Regions from separate parts of the Mus musculus genome. Here regions 1, 2 and 3 are each linked to region 4. Evidence: chromatin contacts called from public HiChIP or PLAC-seq, Micro-C and capture Hi-C data. All regions are on one chromosome and are shown on one strand. Each heading gives the region's core, a stretch centred on a gene start, on an enhancer-like site or on the middle of the called end of the contact. The rest is flanking DNA. Distances are from core to core; before and after follow the strand shown. Region 1 overlaps Il1r1 (interleukin 1 receptor, type I). Region 2 overlaps Il1rl2 (interleukin 1 receptor-like 2). Region 3 overlaps Il18r1 (interleukin 18 receptor 1). Region 4 has its middle 22 kb from the start of Gm51620.

The links. A called contact is a pair of places that touch in the nucleus more often than the background predicts. HiChIP or PLAC-seq counts read pairs in DNA pulled down with a chosen protein or histone mark. Capture Hi-C pulls out chosen DNA fragments and counts their contacts.
Region 1: a contact with region 4 is called in a capture Hi-C map of embryonic stem cells, with 5 times the contacts expected there. The contact joins two enhancer-like sites. A contact is called at or near these places in 1 of 15 datasets of contacts at CTCF or cohesin (large pre-B cells), 1 of 115 datasets of contacts at active chromatin or transcription factors (microglia) and 1 of 9 other capture datasets (embryonic stem cells).
Region 2: a Micro-C map of the G1E-ER4 cell line shows a contact between it and region 4. The contact joins two enhancer-like sites. A contact is called at or near these places in 1 of 15 datasets of contacts at CTCF or cohesin (large pre-B cells), 1 of 484 Hi-C or Micro-C datasets (the G1E-ER4 cell line) and 1 of 115 datasets of contacts at active chromatin or transcription factors (embryonic stem cells).
Region 3: a contact with region 4 is called in an H3K27ac HiChIP or PLAC-seq map of regulatory T cell precursor, with 4 times the contacts expected there. The contact joins two enhancer-like sites. A contact is called at or near these places in 2 of 115 datasets of contacts at active chromatin or transcription factors (regulatory T cell precursor and thymic regulatory T cells).

Annotation. Positions count from the first base shown.
Region 1 is chr1:40,301,515-40,304,767 of GRCm38.p6, reverse strand. It overlaps Il1r1 (interleukin 1 receptor, type I), which reads right to left. Exons shown (of 11, transcript NM_001123382.1): 8 at 2,339-2,490. Among named protein-coding and RNA genes, the nearest start is that of Il1rl2, 21 kb to the left of the region's middle. Within about 2 kb of position 1,332, at least 9 of the 459 cell types and tissues checked have an H3K27ac peak or open chromatin away from gene starts, as enhancers often do. A contact at or near this core is called in embryonic stem cells, where this site is marked.
Region 2 is chr1:40,357,261-40,360,754 of GRCm38.p6, reverse strand. The region is part of intron 9 of Il1rl2 (interleukin 1 receptor-like 2); the gene reads right to left. Among named protein-coding and RNA genes, the nearest start is that of Il1rl2, 34 kb to the right of the region's middle. Within about 2 kb of position 1,799, at least 82 of the 459 cell types and tissues checked have an H3K27ac peak or open chromatin away from gene starts, as enhancers often do. A contact at or near this core is called in the G1E-ER4 cell line, where this site is marked.
Region 3 is chr1:40,474,506-40,477,910 of GRCm38.p6, reverse strand. Il18r1 (interleukin 18 receptor 1) reads right to left here. Exons shown (of 11, transcript NM_008365.2): 3 at 2,971-3,217. Among named protein-coding and RNA genes, the nearest start is that of Il18r1, 10 kb to the right of the region's middle. Within about 2 kb of position 2,025, at least 49 of the 459 cell types and tissues checked have an H3K27ac peak or open chromatin away from gene starts, as enhancers often do. A contact at or near this core is called in regulatory T cell precursor, where this site is marked.
Region 4 is chr1:39,612,572-39,616,036 of GRCm38.p6, reverse strand. No RefSeq gene overlaps it. Among named protein-coding and RNA genes, the nearest start is that of Gm51620, 22 kb to the right of the region's middle. Within about 2 kb of position 1,791, at least 89 of the 459 cell types and tissues checked have an H3K27ac peak or open chromatin away from gene starts, as enhancers often do. A contact at or near this core is called in the G1E-ER4 cell line, embryonic stem cells and regulatory T cell precursor, where this site is marked.

The DNA of each region.
Region 1 (3,253 bases), core at 83-2,582, 690 kb before region 4:
ATCTAGTTCTCTGGAGGTTTCCCTCTATCAAATCTGATCCAAATTACTCTGGAAGGTATATAGACACTAATCACCTTTTTTTTTGGGGGGGGGGGGTTGGTTTTTTTGAGACAGAGTTTCTCTGTGTAGCCCTGGCTGTCCTGGAACTCACTTTGTAGACCAGGCTGGCCTCAGAAATCCACTTGCTTTTGCCTCCCGAGTGCTGGGATTAAAGGCGTGTGCTACCACGCCCAGCACTAATCACCTTTTCTAAAAACACAAAGACAAGACCTTTCTCCCAAATCAGCATATCCTTGAGCCAGTAACCAGAAAATCCTTTATATCGACCTCTCTCCCAGAGGAGTAAAATAACCACAAAACTCATCACACCCATTTTGAAAGTTAAAACAATCCAAAACACATGAAGTAAACTAAAATACTGTATGTGCCTATTCTTAGGCCTTTTCTATTTTGCCAGGCAGCATAATAACCAAGAATTCCCATGGAGCCCACGTTAGACAGAATTTGAGTATCCTGTGAGGCATATTAGAGCAATGTGTGTTTATACCATCTTTAAAACAATCAATTCACACTTGTTTCTGCTTATAAGCAGGCAGCTAGTCAAAGCAGAATTTATACCCAGAATTCCCGTGGAGCCCATGTAAGACAGAATTTGAGTATCCTGTAAGACGTATTAGACGTATTAGAGCAATACCATCTTTCTGTTCAGCTCGCTGCCTAGAGCCATAGACATTATTAATACCTATAATATAATGTATAATATCTATCTGTTGCTCTCTCTACCTGGAGCCACAGACATTGATAATTAATACCTGATCAAAGCAGGCAATGATTATCACTGCTCTCTCTACTGTGACTAATTTTCCCTATCCTAGTTCCAAACCACAGACGAAATTCCCCATGTGATTTGGACAGAATCTGTATATAAATCTATCCTAAAAGCAAATACTCCCAATTTTAAATTCACAGTTCAATCCCTCTGCCTTACAATGTAGGCAACTTCATTCTTCTATCTAACTCAAGGCAGCTTGCAATTCCCCACAGCGGGGAACCTCAGGGCCTGCTTAGTTTCAGTGTCCCCACCCCTTACCCCCCCACCCCGCGCTTGGATCATGTGACTAATCTAGTGCTACCTTTCTCTCACTTAGAAGATGAAACTTTAACTCTCAGGCTACTAATCTTAAATTTCTAGTGGATTCGTACCCAACACTTTGGTTTACCACCTGGTGCAGGAAATATTAAAAAGGACTGGCAAGTTCCCATGCTATACCCAGCTACTCTTTGCCCTGGCGGGCTGGCCAGCTATGAACTGGTGGCACGGCCTGTTCTTATCTCCTGGAGACTCTCTGACTCAAAACTCCAAAGTCTCTCCACCCAGCACACTAAGTTCCCACTGGCGGTTGTTATCATGCTGGCCCCATGCTTCCAATCCCCCATGGCCTTTGTGATGCACATCAGGCAAACCCACACTTTGCTGTTGTACCTTTCTCTCTGAAACCCAGCCAAGTCATTAAAAGAAGAAAAACACCACACAAACTTAGTTCAGAAACAATGGTAACTCAATCTCTGGGAACAACAACTAGAATCCTCATCTTGTAAGCCTTATTAAATCTAATTTCTCCTATGGTGAATCCTGGCAGATTGGCCATAAGCTGGGAGACACTAGTAGCTATGTCTTGTACTCACACTATCTCCATCCAGAAGATTCCAACTCTCTCCTCCTATGTCCTGCTTTTCTTAGTCAGCTTTAGTATTGTTTAGTATTTAACAATATTTCACAATCATTCTCAGGTTTTTGGACTATACCAACTCTCAAAAACCAGTGATCTCAGGGTTCCTTGTTATAAGCGGAGTATTTATGCTTTCTGTGTATAGCCATCTTGTTTGGTCATGTGTTTAAACATATTCATGACGTGCTTGCAATGAAGCAAATATAGGTAGCTATCAGCCAGGAAGAAGAAGAGGAGGAGGAAGAGGAGAAGAAGCAGAAGAAGAGGAGGAGGAAGAACAGGAGAGGAAGAGGAGGAAGAGGAGGAGGAGGAGGAGGAGGAGGAGGAGGAGGAGGAGGAGGAGGAGAACAGCAACAACAGAGTGAAATAGGTAGTATCCTAGCCAAAGAAACTAAGAAGGGTTCCTGTGCCTGGGATACAGGATGCCTCCGAAGTGGTACCCAGACAGAGGCAGGCAGAGTGGGATAGAAAGATCAGAGAATTCAGGACAAGAAGCAAAACAGATAGGAAGTTATTGCTGAAGAAGGGGTGAGGGGTGTTCCAGGCAAAGGAAAGCACACTGGAGTCCACCAGGCTAGGCAGTTTTTAAGTAAGCCTTTGATACTTACCTGGGTATATTAACTGCACATGCGCCGACTCAAAAATATTTGTGTTCTTAACAACACAGATAAACGGATAGCGATAAAACTGGCTTTTAACTTCTGAAATGTTAAGTGTTGTAATGAGTGTGTATTTTCTTTTGGTTGAAGGATGTTCCACACTGTTCAAGAGAAGGGGGTGAGGAGGGGGTTAATACAACAGAGTTGGCAAGATGCTTCAACACAGAATCAGACCTGCAGGCCCAGTTAACTGCTTTATTTGTATCATACATCACAGCTCAAATAATCACTGTCCCAGATCATGTGGATAACAGCTTGTCGTCAAGACAAATCTGAAACTGTATAACCTCAAGGTGAGAAACACTCAGTAGCAAAGAAATCAACATGAATTAGCAGCTTGCAAGAAATTAAAAAACAACACCCGCTTCTCTCTCTCTCTCCTCTCTCTCCTCTCTCTCTCTCTCTCACACACACACTCACATACTCTCTCATATATACACAGTTCTCTCACATACAGTCTCACACACCTACACACACTCTCACACACACATGCACACACACTCTCTCAAACACACTTTCTGTCACATACTCTCTCACACACTCATATATACTCACATAATATACATACACACTCACACACACTCTCACACATACATACACAGTCTCTCTGACACACATATATACTCTCTCACATACACATACATACATATGCACACACTCTCTCACACATACACACTCTGACACACACACTTTCTCAGACACATATGCGCATATTCTCTCTCACACACAGACATGCACAGCTCTTTCTCTCACACACATACACACTCACATATACACACTCTCTCACATATACTCACACACACTCTTAAACACACTCTCACACACTCACACTCTCACACACTCTCTTTTACATACATACACTCT
Region 2 (3,494 bases), core at 550-3,049, 740 kb before region 4:
CCACCTCCTCCACCCAGAGATGGAGTGACAACAGATGCCCTTGTGGAGAGGCAGTGAGGACAACAGCCAAAGGTAGCTGCTAGTCAACCGTTGAGGCCTCAGATGTTTACCCAGCCCACCACACACACACACACACAGACACACACACACACACACACACACGCACACGCACACACACACACACACACACACACTCACTCATAATAAAAGGCTGCTGCGCACCATGAAGTTAAGGGAGCAGCAGCGGAGGAAACAGTGACAGGCAGCACAGATGATGAACCGGTTACCTCCCGGAACTTAGAGCATCCCTCGTGGCTGTTCTGAGGAAACTCAGATGTGCTGGTGGCTGCTCCCAATATCCACGTCTCTCAGAGGCAGAGGTGGCAATTTATCTCTGGCCTGGCCAAGCGTTTTTTTTTAATTTTCCGAGGCTACCGAACCATCCCTTTACGTAAAAGCACCTGTTCACACCTCTATTGCTGTCTGTAAAACCTAAATGAGATCATGTCTATAGACTGATATTTATGAGAAATTGCCTAATGCTTCTCCAGTTCCCTTCTCTCTTGATGTGACATTCCAGAGCAAATCAAGCAGTCGATAGATAAAATTTGAATTTAAAAGATACTTTATCTAAGGTCCTGTGGCCGAGTTGCCTGAGGACTGGCTTGTCTGTCCACCCCAGCATGCACAGAAAACATTGAAGTGAACACACATAACACATAGGATTGTGTTTACTTTGGAAATGCTAAAGGCCACCAGATTCCTTACATTACAACACTGTTGTAAATGGGACTCTCCACAGGAAACTGTCTTTGGAAATGAGCCCCAGAATGATCTATGTTATTTCACAAACCACAGAAACATGTGTGGGGAAAGCCAGAGTTAACTGACGTGGCTTTAGTCAGGAAAGCAATTTTACCTTTAGAGACCAAGACCTCTCACCAACTCTGAGCTGTGCTTAGTTTGTTCCCTTATCTTTTGTTGCCTGATACACCTGCTGGGTTAGCTCTAACTGTTCTAGTCCATTGCACGCTGCACAGAAGCGTCTGAATGGAATAAAGCTAGCAGTGCACATATTTTTCAGCCGACCTGTTGCTGACCACTCTTTGATTCAAGTCTTGCAGATACTGGGGTACACCTAACACGCCAGTTCTGACATCACCTGGGGCAGCATAGAAATACAGGACTCCCTGACTTCAAGCAGGCTTGTGAATGGCTGCCAGACTGTAACTCGTGGGTCACTTATCTTTACCTTTGTGTGGCAAGGCTTGACCAACCAGGTTAGAGTGAACTTTGGCAAGAAGGACATAATGTCTCTCTCTCTTCCACATCCATATTCACTATACTGTATATGTTCCAGAATATTTTCCCAAGAGAATTCAGGCTGTCAGCAGGATTCATGATCAACCTCGGAAGCTCATCACTAGATCATTTTAGAGACTTTATTCAAAGTTCTTTGACGTTATCCAAAGTTAACAATGGTTGGGTAGGTGGAGAGGTGGGAAGATTGAAGCAAACACTTTCCAAAATTAAAAAATAAGAGCAAAAGAATCATGAGGCTTCCTGGCCTGTTGTCAGATCCAATCTCCAAAGCCACCACCCCTGGCTGTGCTGAGCTGGGAGGAGTGGGTCCTGATGTGTCATCTGTTGGGCTCCCCGGTTCCACAGGGGGGAGTGAGTCACTCCTCCTTCCATCTCTTGCTGACAAACTCAACTTCTCTGCCAGGCAGCTTTATCATACTATGTGCACACCATAAATAACTAAGGCAAGGCTGTACTCACACTTCTGGGAGTTACAGTGAGTCAGAGGTGTGAACACGCAGGGGCCAGAGAGGCTGGAGCTTCCAGAAACACCACATGAAAGAACGTCATGTCACATTCTCTTAGTCAGTGGAGATAGAAGGCAGACCACTCCTATCTACTCCAGAAGAAATGAATGCTGTGGTCTCGTCACAAAGGGACAGCCAGGGAGACAGGCAAGCACCTCAGATTGTGTTGGCCTGGCCAGGCAAGGACCATGGCTACATCTCACCACTGTTAAATCTCAAACCCGGGACAAAGGGCTGAGGTGCTGGCTGCCAAGTTCTCCGTGCATTCCTCAGTCCCTACCTGTTACAGGATCCTCCAGACTGGACTGGCATACCCTGCCCCTACCCTGAACTCTCCAAGAGGATAAACTAACTGACTTTCCTCCAGCTGCCCTTCCCTATATATTCCAACCTTCTAGGTGACCCTTTGTCTACTTTCTTGGCCCAGGCTGGTTATCAGCTGCTCTTCCCTCTCCTCACAAGGCTTTGTACTCCCCTGGATGTCCCTGCCCCCACCCCAGGCTATACTCCCCTTTTATCTACAATAGACTCTCTTCTCTACCACTCTGAGGAATAGTCAAGTCCTTTTCTAGTTATTTCTTCCTTTTCATTCAGCCATCAACATTGGGCTACAACCCAGCCTCTGGGTTACCAATTGTTGAATTCTGACATTTAGCTAAATACAGTTTGAATCACAGCATCTGTGTTTTATCAACAACTTGTACACAATAATCTGTGTGGCGACTTTTGTACACAAACAGCTGCTTAGAACAAACAGCTTTTTTTTTTTTTTTTTTAGATCTGCTACTCTGAATGTGTTTGGACTCTGAGTTGCCTCATTCCCTTGCTCCTGTTCAAGAAAAATGTTTGACCTAAAAAGACATGCATTTCCTCATCCCAGTGCACGCCAGCTGTGTGGATTTCTTTTGTCTTTTTAATTGTTTTTATAGGCAAATAAGGGACAGCAAAGCAGACTGAATGGTGTTTTGTCTGTTTTGTTTTCCATAGGGCCTTACTAGATCAAATTCCTTCTGAAACTTTTTTGTTTGTTTGTTTAAATCAGATTGTATTAAAACCTAAATGGAGAGAAATCTTGGTTCTGTAACACAGGAAGGCATTTCTGTGTGAAAAGAAAAAAATTGGCGGCAGGATAGAGACACCAGTGAAGGCTCTGAGCAGAGCTTTGGCCTTCAGATCAGTGAAAAAGGACCCCTGCCTCAGGCTCCTGCTAAGTACTGAGAGAAGCGGGCTTCTTCCCTTTCCTTTGTCCCTCCTGTACCTCATTCCCTCCCTCTCCCCCTGCCTTCCTCTCCCTCTTTATGACCCTCCTTCTGTAGCTGAGAGAAAGAAGATATCTCACCCAGCCACCCAGTGGAGAGCTCTGAGTAAATCCAGGCAGGTCTTTTTTGGAAGCCAGAGACATAAATTACTTCAGGTACCAAGTATAGGGTTTACAGAGAGGATAGCATCACTCTATGACCTGCTGAGTTTTAAATTGGAGGGAGAAGGGGGTAATATATGCACAACTGCTCCAGCAGACATCTCTTTGCTTCACAGACCCAGAAAATAAGATCTTTCTCATACTGCTTCCTAGAGCAGGATGGCTCACTACCTCCTAGAGCAGGTTGGCCCACTGTCATCTAGAGCAGGTTGGCCCATTGCCTCCTAAATCAGGTTGGCCTACTG
Region 3 (3,405 bases), core at 776-3,275, 860 kb before region 4:
TGCTGTTCTGTGGACTTTTCCTTCCTATTGAATAAGCTGGAGTTTGGCACAGCCCTTGCACAACTGAGCAAAGGCGAGCTTCAGTAGCTCTCATGGTTGTGACTACTCTTCTCAGAAATCAGCCATCTTGAAGATGGTGCTAAATGGCATGTTTTTTAAACAACAGCATTTTTAAAAGTGAAAACATTTTCAATTGTATCTTTGCTTACACCATACATGTGATATATGGGTCCACATCCCAAAGGTAGCACATATATTGTTAAATTTTCCTGTGATCTGGGAAATATGTGTACACCTGGATTTTCCCAGGTCCTCTTTATATCTACAATGAGATGGACAAGAGAGAGCAAGTGGTCTATTGCTCAAAGTCTCCCAGATATTTTACAGTGTGTCAAAGACTCCCAGATATTTTACAGTGTGTGTATGCAAGGGAGATTGACCATTTCCCTAATGTTCATGTAAGTAACTAAACAATGTTTCCAAGGTCACACAAGTGTGTGTGTGTGTGTGTGTGTGTGTGTGTGTGTGTGTGTTGTACTGGGTGGGACCAAGAGTAAATGCACATTGGTTTGCCCCTAAGAGACAGGAGTGATTGGCATAATACTACATTTTCTCACTCCCTGAAGCCTTGTTCTTTATCTTGTAGTTCAACATAGAGGAAATCGGCCAGGTTTAGGGAGGGTAACAGACTGTCATGTGCTAAAAAGCAGTGACTAAGTGGCCATGCATAGCAGAGCTACTTGGCCCTGAAAAGAGCTCAGATTCCCATTGGCAGCATCTTCTTCTTAAAACTCCTCTTGTCATATCACGTTGGTTTCCACCTCTGCAATTCTCAGTTCTTAAGATTCAGCAAATCTTAACAGAGTGCTTGCTGTGCGTGGAAACCCCTTAGGAACCTAAACCAGGCAACACTCTGCACTCCCTGTCAAAGAGCAAGCTCAAAGGCTAGCAGGAAATTGAGATCAAGAAAGTCAAAATCTAAGACACCCCCCCACACCTTCCCTGTCACCCCTGGCCTTGAATCAATGCCACTCTGATTATAATGGCCCCTCTGGCTGAGTGCTGTTCAGGTTTAAGAAGCCCAGCTTAACAGCTGATTGCTCCGTTGTAGAGCACTTGCCTAACACGAACATAATCTTGGTTTCCATCAGCAGCAACCTAAAGCAAGATGAAAGAAAACAGGAAAGAGAGAGAGAAAGAGAGAGATTAATCAGGAAGGAAAGAGGAAGAAAGAAGGGAGAGGAGGAGGGAGGGAAGAAAGGAAGAATGAAAACAGAAAGACCTATTTTCTTCTCTCTGGCTCCAATAAAAGTGTTTTGTGCACCATTTCTTCACCTCCACTGGAGAAAACTCTCTTCTGTGTGACTTTCCTTCTTAGCTGGTTTTCTTTCCTTTTCAAAAGATGTTAGGTTTTAAGATTCTGTGTGCATGCAAGCATGTGTATGTACGTATGTATGTGCATGTAAGTATCAGTGCTGTGCACCAGAAGAGGCCCTGGTGCCCAGAGCTGGGTTCTAGGTGTTTAGGAGCCACCCTACATGGGTGCTGCAAACTGAACTCAGGTCTTCTGCAAGAGAAGCACATTTTCTTATTCATGAAACTCTCTCTCTCCTGCTTCTAATGCTCTCAAAAACGCTGGTCCATAAAATGTGACACAGGCATCGGGTTCTTCTTCTATTTGAACTAAAGATGTTCAAAGCACCCTCTTCCATGTGGAAGCTCCACTACACTCAAAGCCACTGTCAAAGTTTCATCCTTATCATCGGGTTGTGCTCCTATAAAATGTCGGTCTCTCAGGGTTAGCTGGACGATATGTCACTGTGTTGTGAGTTGTAGCATTTTTCACTCACTCTAGAAAGATCCAGTTGCAACATACATATTATAATTCTCTCCCTTAAAATATCACATCTACTGCACTGTTTAAAAAAACCAAGTTCTACCACATATTTCTGACACTCAGACGTTTCTGTGTCTAGTAAACAACTATGACCTCATTTTGTGAAAAACCACAGGAGCAAAAAAGAGGCTTTGCTGTGAAATCTCACTTCTCTTTCTTTAAGATGTGCTGATAAGGATCAGGGCTCGCTCTAGAATAAAGACAGATTTCTAAAAGAAATCTGCTACATCTCACAACACAGCGACATATCACCCAGCTAACCCTGAGAGACCAAAGTTTTATAGGTCAATGTCAAGTCTTTATAAAGAATGTTTACCTACACATGTATGCATGAGCCTAATGTGCATACATATGTATGTGCATGCTCTCTCTCTCTCTCTCTCTCTCTCCCTCCCTCCCTCCCTCCCTCGCTGTCTCCCTCTCTCCCTCTCTCCCTCTCTCCCTCTCCCTCTGACTTTGGCTATTAGCTTGTGGCTGGGTAGCAACTATATCTTTTCCCCAGTAACTTTGCCTCTTGTTTCTCAGAAACGTCCAAAATCTAGGCTAGGGTGTATTCCCCTAAGCTCTCTCCTTTCTCCCTTTCTCTGAAATCTGAGCAGGACATGTGGGAGGGAGCCCCTGTTGCTCTTGCCTCAGGTGCCATATCATCTGAAGTCCTCACTACCAAACCCACCTGAATTTCCTCTCTGCTAATCATTAACAAGAGTCCCTGCAAAGGAAATCTCATTAATCATTTAGTTTTATATATATATACATACACATACATATATACATATATGTATACATATATATATATACATGTGTATATATACATATATATGTGTATGTATATATATATATGTATACATATATATATGTATATATATATACACTACATACATACATACATACATACATATAAATTTAGAGTGACTGGCTTAATATTTCTACAATGAAACATTTGTTTCCTGTTGAAGAGAGAACAGGGAAGAAAAAAATGCATGGATTATCATGAGCTTACAAATGTGTATTTGATTTTCTGAGTCAAGGTCAAGAGTCTCAGGAAATACGTTAAAACAAATTGGCTCACTCACCCGACTTGAGAAATGTACGTTCCCTCATCCTCCATCTCAACTGGCCAGAATTCCAAGGTGTGATCATGAAAAGTGACTCTGGGCGAGCTTCTGTTGTTCAGCTCTCTATACTCATGTGAAGCACTGCCTTTGAACCATCTCATGGTGGCTGTTTCATTCCTGTGCACTGGTGCAGATATGCCACATGGCTTCAGATAAAAAGGTTCTCCCTCTACCACATGAATTTGTGATCGGTGAATACAACTTTCTACAGCAGATTGCAAGAGGAAAGGGAGATAAAACAGGACAAGGGTGATTTTTCCCTGATCCCCCTCCATGAGTATAAACAGTCAGTAAGAAAGCTGGGAGAAATCTCAGTATCGTACTCCTGTGCTGTCTTCTGTCTTAAGAGAAGACATACAGGAGATAAGACACTTTCAGAACCAAGATGAAGAT
Region 4 (3,465 bases), core at 542-3,041:
GAATTGGACTTAAGGGATGTTCTGGTTTTAAAGAACAAGTCTCCCACAGGCTTGCTGCGTGGTCTGAACACTGGTCCCCAGCCATTGATGGAGTTTACAGAGGTAGGGAAATGTTTGGGGTGGGGCCTAGCTGCAAAAGTCCCAATTGATAGAGGTGGCCTACGAGGTCATTGCTGCCCCTCACTCCTGTCTGGCTCTCTGCTTTCCATCACAGCTGCACAAACGTAACCAAGCAGAGGAGAGATCAGAGAGAGAGACTAGTTTCAATGGATGGGATACGGTGACAGAAATAACCGGGCATGCAACAGCCATTTTTTTTTTTTTTTTTTTTTTTTTTTTTTTTTTTTGGTCATTGGTGTTAGTTACCCTGACTCTACAAGCCGGGAACACCATTTAGCTTCTTGCTTCTTGTTTGTGCTTCGCTCCTCCTCCTGCTCCTCCTGCTCCTCCTCCTCCTCCTCCTCTCAGCTCACTGGGACACCAACACTGGTCTGTAGTGTCTTCCCCCATACTAGAACTTAAAATTGGTTTGGAGACAGAATTGACTTCATTTCATTGCTTCACCAACTTTCAAGCACGAGGGGTTCGTTTCTACCTCAGTTTCTCCCCACTAGAACGAGATTATCCCCAAGCCTGCTTGGCTCACCGTAGGGGGGCTATAGTGCTGGCTGTGCCTCGACGTCCCTCGTTTTTTCACATCCCACAGAAGCCCTTTGTCTACTGTCGGATCCCCCTGGCAAGAACCGAGGTATCTGAGGATGAATGGTTTCACTTCTTGCTCTGATCGTCCTTACCTGCTCCATGTCTCACGGTGGTTTCTTCATCTCCTGGACATTTCTAGATAAGCGGTGGGACCTTTGGGAGTTTCTAACAAACTTACAGTTTCCAAACTTGGGAATTTTGTAGGAGGCAAAGATTTAGTGCGCCCCCTGGTGACTGAGCAGTGGAACTTTATTTACAGTCGCTTGTCCTTGAAGCAAACATTAAACCCCATCTTGACTCAACTTCTTTCCTTCCCCCATGCTTTGGGGAAGTCCAATAAGGATGGAGGTGGGTCTTACTCCTCCGCTCCTGGGGTTGCCCTCCTCTCTTACTTCTTCAATATCCTCAGCGCAGCTACTGAAGCCCCCGCCAGGGTCCAGGATCCAGATACAGGCTGTAGGAACAGCTACTTGTAAAAGATGAGGAGGGCAGAACAGAGAAGCCTTTCCCAAGTGTGCTTACTCAGGCCTTGTGTGAGCCGGAGGCTAGAGTTAGATCAGTTGGCTGATTGTTAGAATCGCTCCAGGCTAGAGAACATTGGAGACCAGACCCTACAGAAGCAGGTTTTCCTTTAATCAGAACAGCCAAGGGCAGAAGCCACTCCTGGGGAATGTGCTTAGGAGTGGGGGTGGGGGGTGGGGCGGGTTGGAGTTTTATAGGGCAGAAAAGGGAACTTCTGTAGTGGGAGATTACATCTGCTTCCTTCCCCTGCAGTCTTCAAGCTTGTAAATGCTCTTCTTATCAAGAGCTCACTGGGTCCTAACTTCCTGCAGAAGATGCTGCCTTTGTGTTAACCTACCTGTCCTGGAGTTGCTCAGCTCGCCCGCCCGAGGCTTTTGGGTTGTTTGGCCTTGAGCCGTATCAGCACCAGATGTTTTCAGACACCTAGAGAGGCTACGCAGCTTGCACCGGCTCCCGAAAGTACCGGCCCCAGACACATCTATTTCCAACAGTGTGGACTTTTCTCTGTAGCCATTGCCACGGGGGTCAGAGCATTTCTCTCGAGGGCCTAGCAGAGAGACCGCAGTGACTGCCACAAACAGGCAAGGCCAGTGCGCGCAAGGCCAGCGCACTGGCCACACTTCCCTTCAGTAAGGCAAAAGGGAGTTTTTCTCCATTTTTCTGAGAAACCAGGAGAAAAGGTTAATGCTCAAATTTCCCAAACCTGTTTCAGTTGTGATTCTTAACTTCCTTCTGCCTCTGCCAAGGGGCTCACACTCACACAAAGAAACCAGAGGTAACCTAATCTCATCCTCTTGGTCCATCCTCCTGTCGCAGCCTTCCAAGAGGAATAGCGTGAGCCCGCAAAGCCCCTTCTTGTTTCTATTTTCTTCATCATTTTACTGTCTATAAAGTAAGCCTTCAGTACTTGGTTCCAGGAAAACTTACTGCATCTGATAGAACTAAGAGCCATCGGATTCCAGAAACACAAATGAGGCAGTCAAGATCTTTAAACTAAAAGTAACATCATCTAGATCTTTTTATTTTAGAATTTATTTTGAAGTTGTGTGTGTGTGTGTGTCTAAATGTAGTGTTGTACATGTGAGTGCAGCACCCACAGAGGCCAGAATCGGGCACCAGATCCCCTGGAGCTGGAATTACAAGCAGTTGTGAACTGCCCCCAAAGGCTGCTAGGACCAGAATTCCATCTGCTGCAGAGTCCTGTGGGCCCTTAACCTCTGCACCGTCTCTCCAAGCCCTCTAGATTTAGATCTATCTTGTGCAAAAGTCATCTTTCCATAAATACTTGGAAAAGATCATGTATTTATCTTGAATGTTTCGTGGGGTTTGTTTGTCTTGGGACATATTAATCATTGTTACTGCTTGTCCTATAGTGTCCTATATTCTGCAAGTATATTCTGGTGGATATCGCTTATAAAGAATATCTCTGTCCAGATGCTTTTATTGAAAAAGTAATAATTACCTCAGAGTAAGAGTCTTATGAATCAGGCCAGGATATAAGCAACAGACAGCGCCAGCTGTGAGAGAAACTGAAAACTGTAAGCCCCTCAAGGTCACTGTGCAGCTGTCCAAGGTCAGACAAAAGCCCTATGGAGCCTTTTAGGCTTTCTGGAGTGGGTGGGAGAGAGACTTTCTCCTCACATCCTAACACATCAGAAACTTTTGAACCAGCTTGGCAAGAAAGGCTTCACCTATGCCTGGGGGGTTCTGAGTCTTTGATCGGAAGTTTTCCCACACAGGTGCAGCTCCATCGCAATACTAACAGCCACCCTGCTTCCCAGTCCCAGGCACAGCCCTGCATCTAACCTGTAGGTTAGACTCTCACAGGAGGCCTCTTTACCTTAAGGCAGTGGTTCTCAGCCTTCCTCAAGGGGCTCGAGACCCCTTTGGCAAACCTCTATTTCCAAAAATATTAATATTACAATTCATAAAGGTAGCAAAATTACTGTTAGGAAGTAGAAATGGAATAATGTTATGCTCGAGGAGTCACTACGACACAGGGGTCACGGCATTTGGAAAGTTGAGAGCCACTGCCTTTAGGGCATCGAACCTAACTTGGTTTAATTTTTACCCATAAGCCTCTTTTCCCCAAGGAACATCCTAACCTGTTTCTGGTAGCCTGCCCAGTAGTTCCACTGATCCATGCTCTCCTGATTTAAAGTGCCCTGTGGCATTTTACTAAGTCAACACAGTGACCCCCACAAGTCCAATATCATAGTCAGGGCAAATCCACCCTGCTCC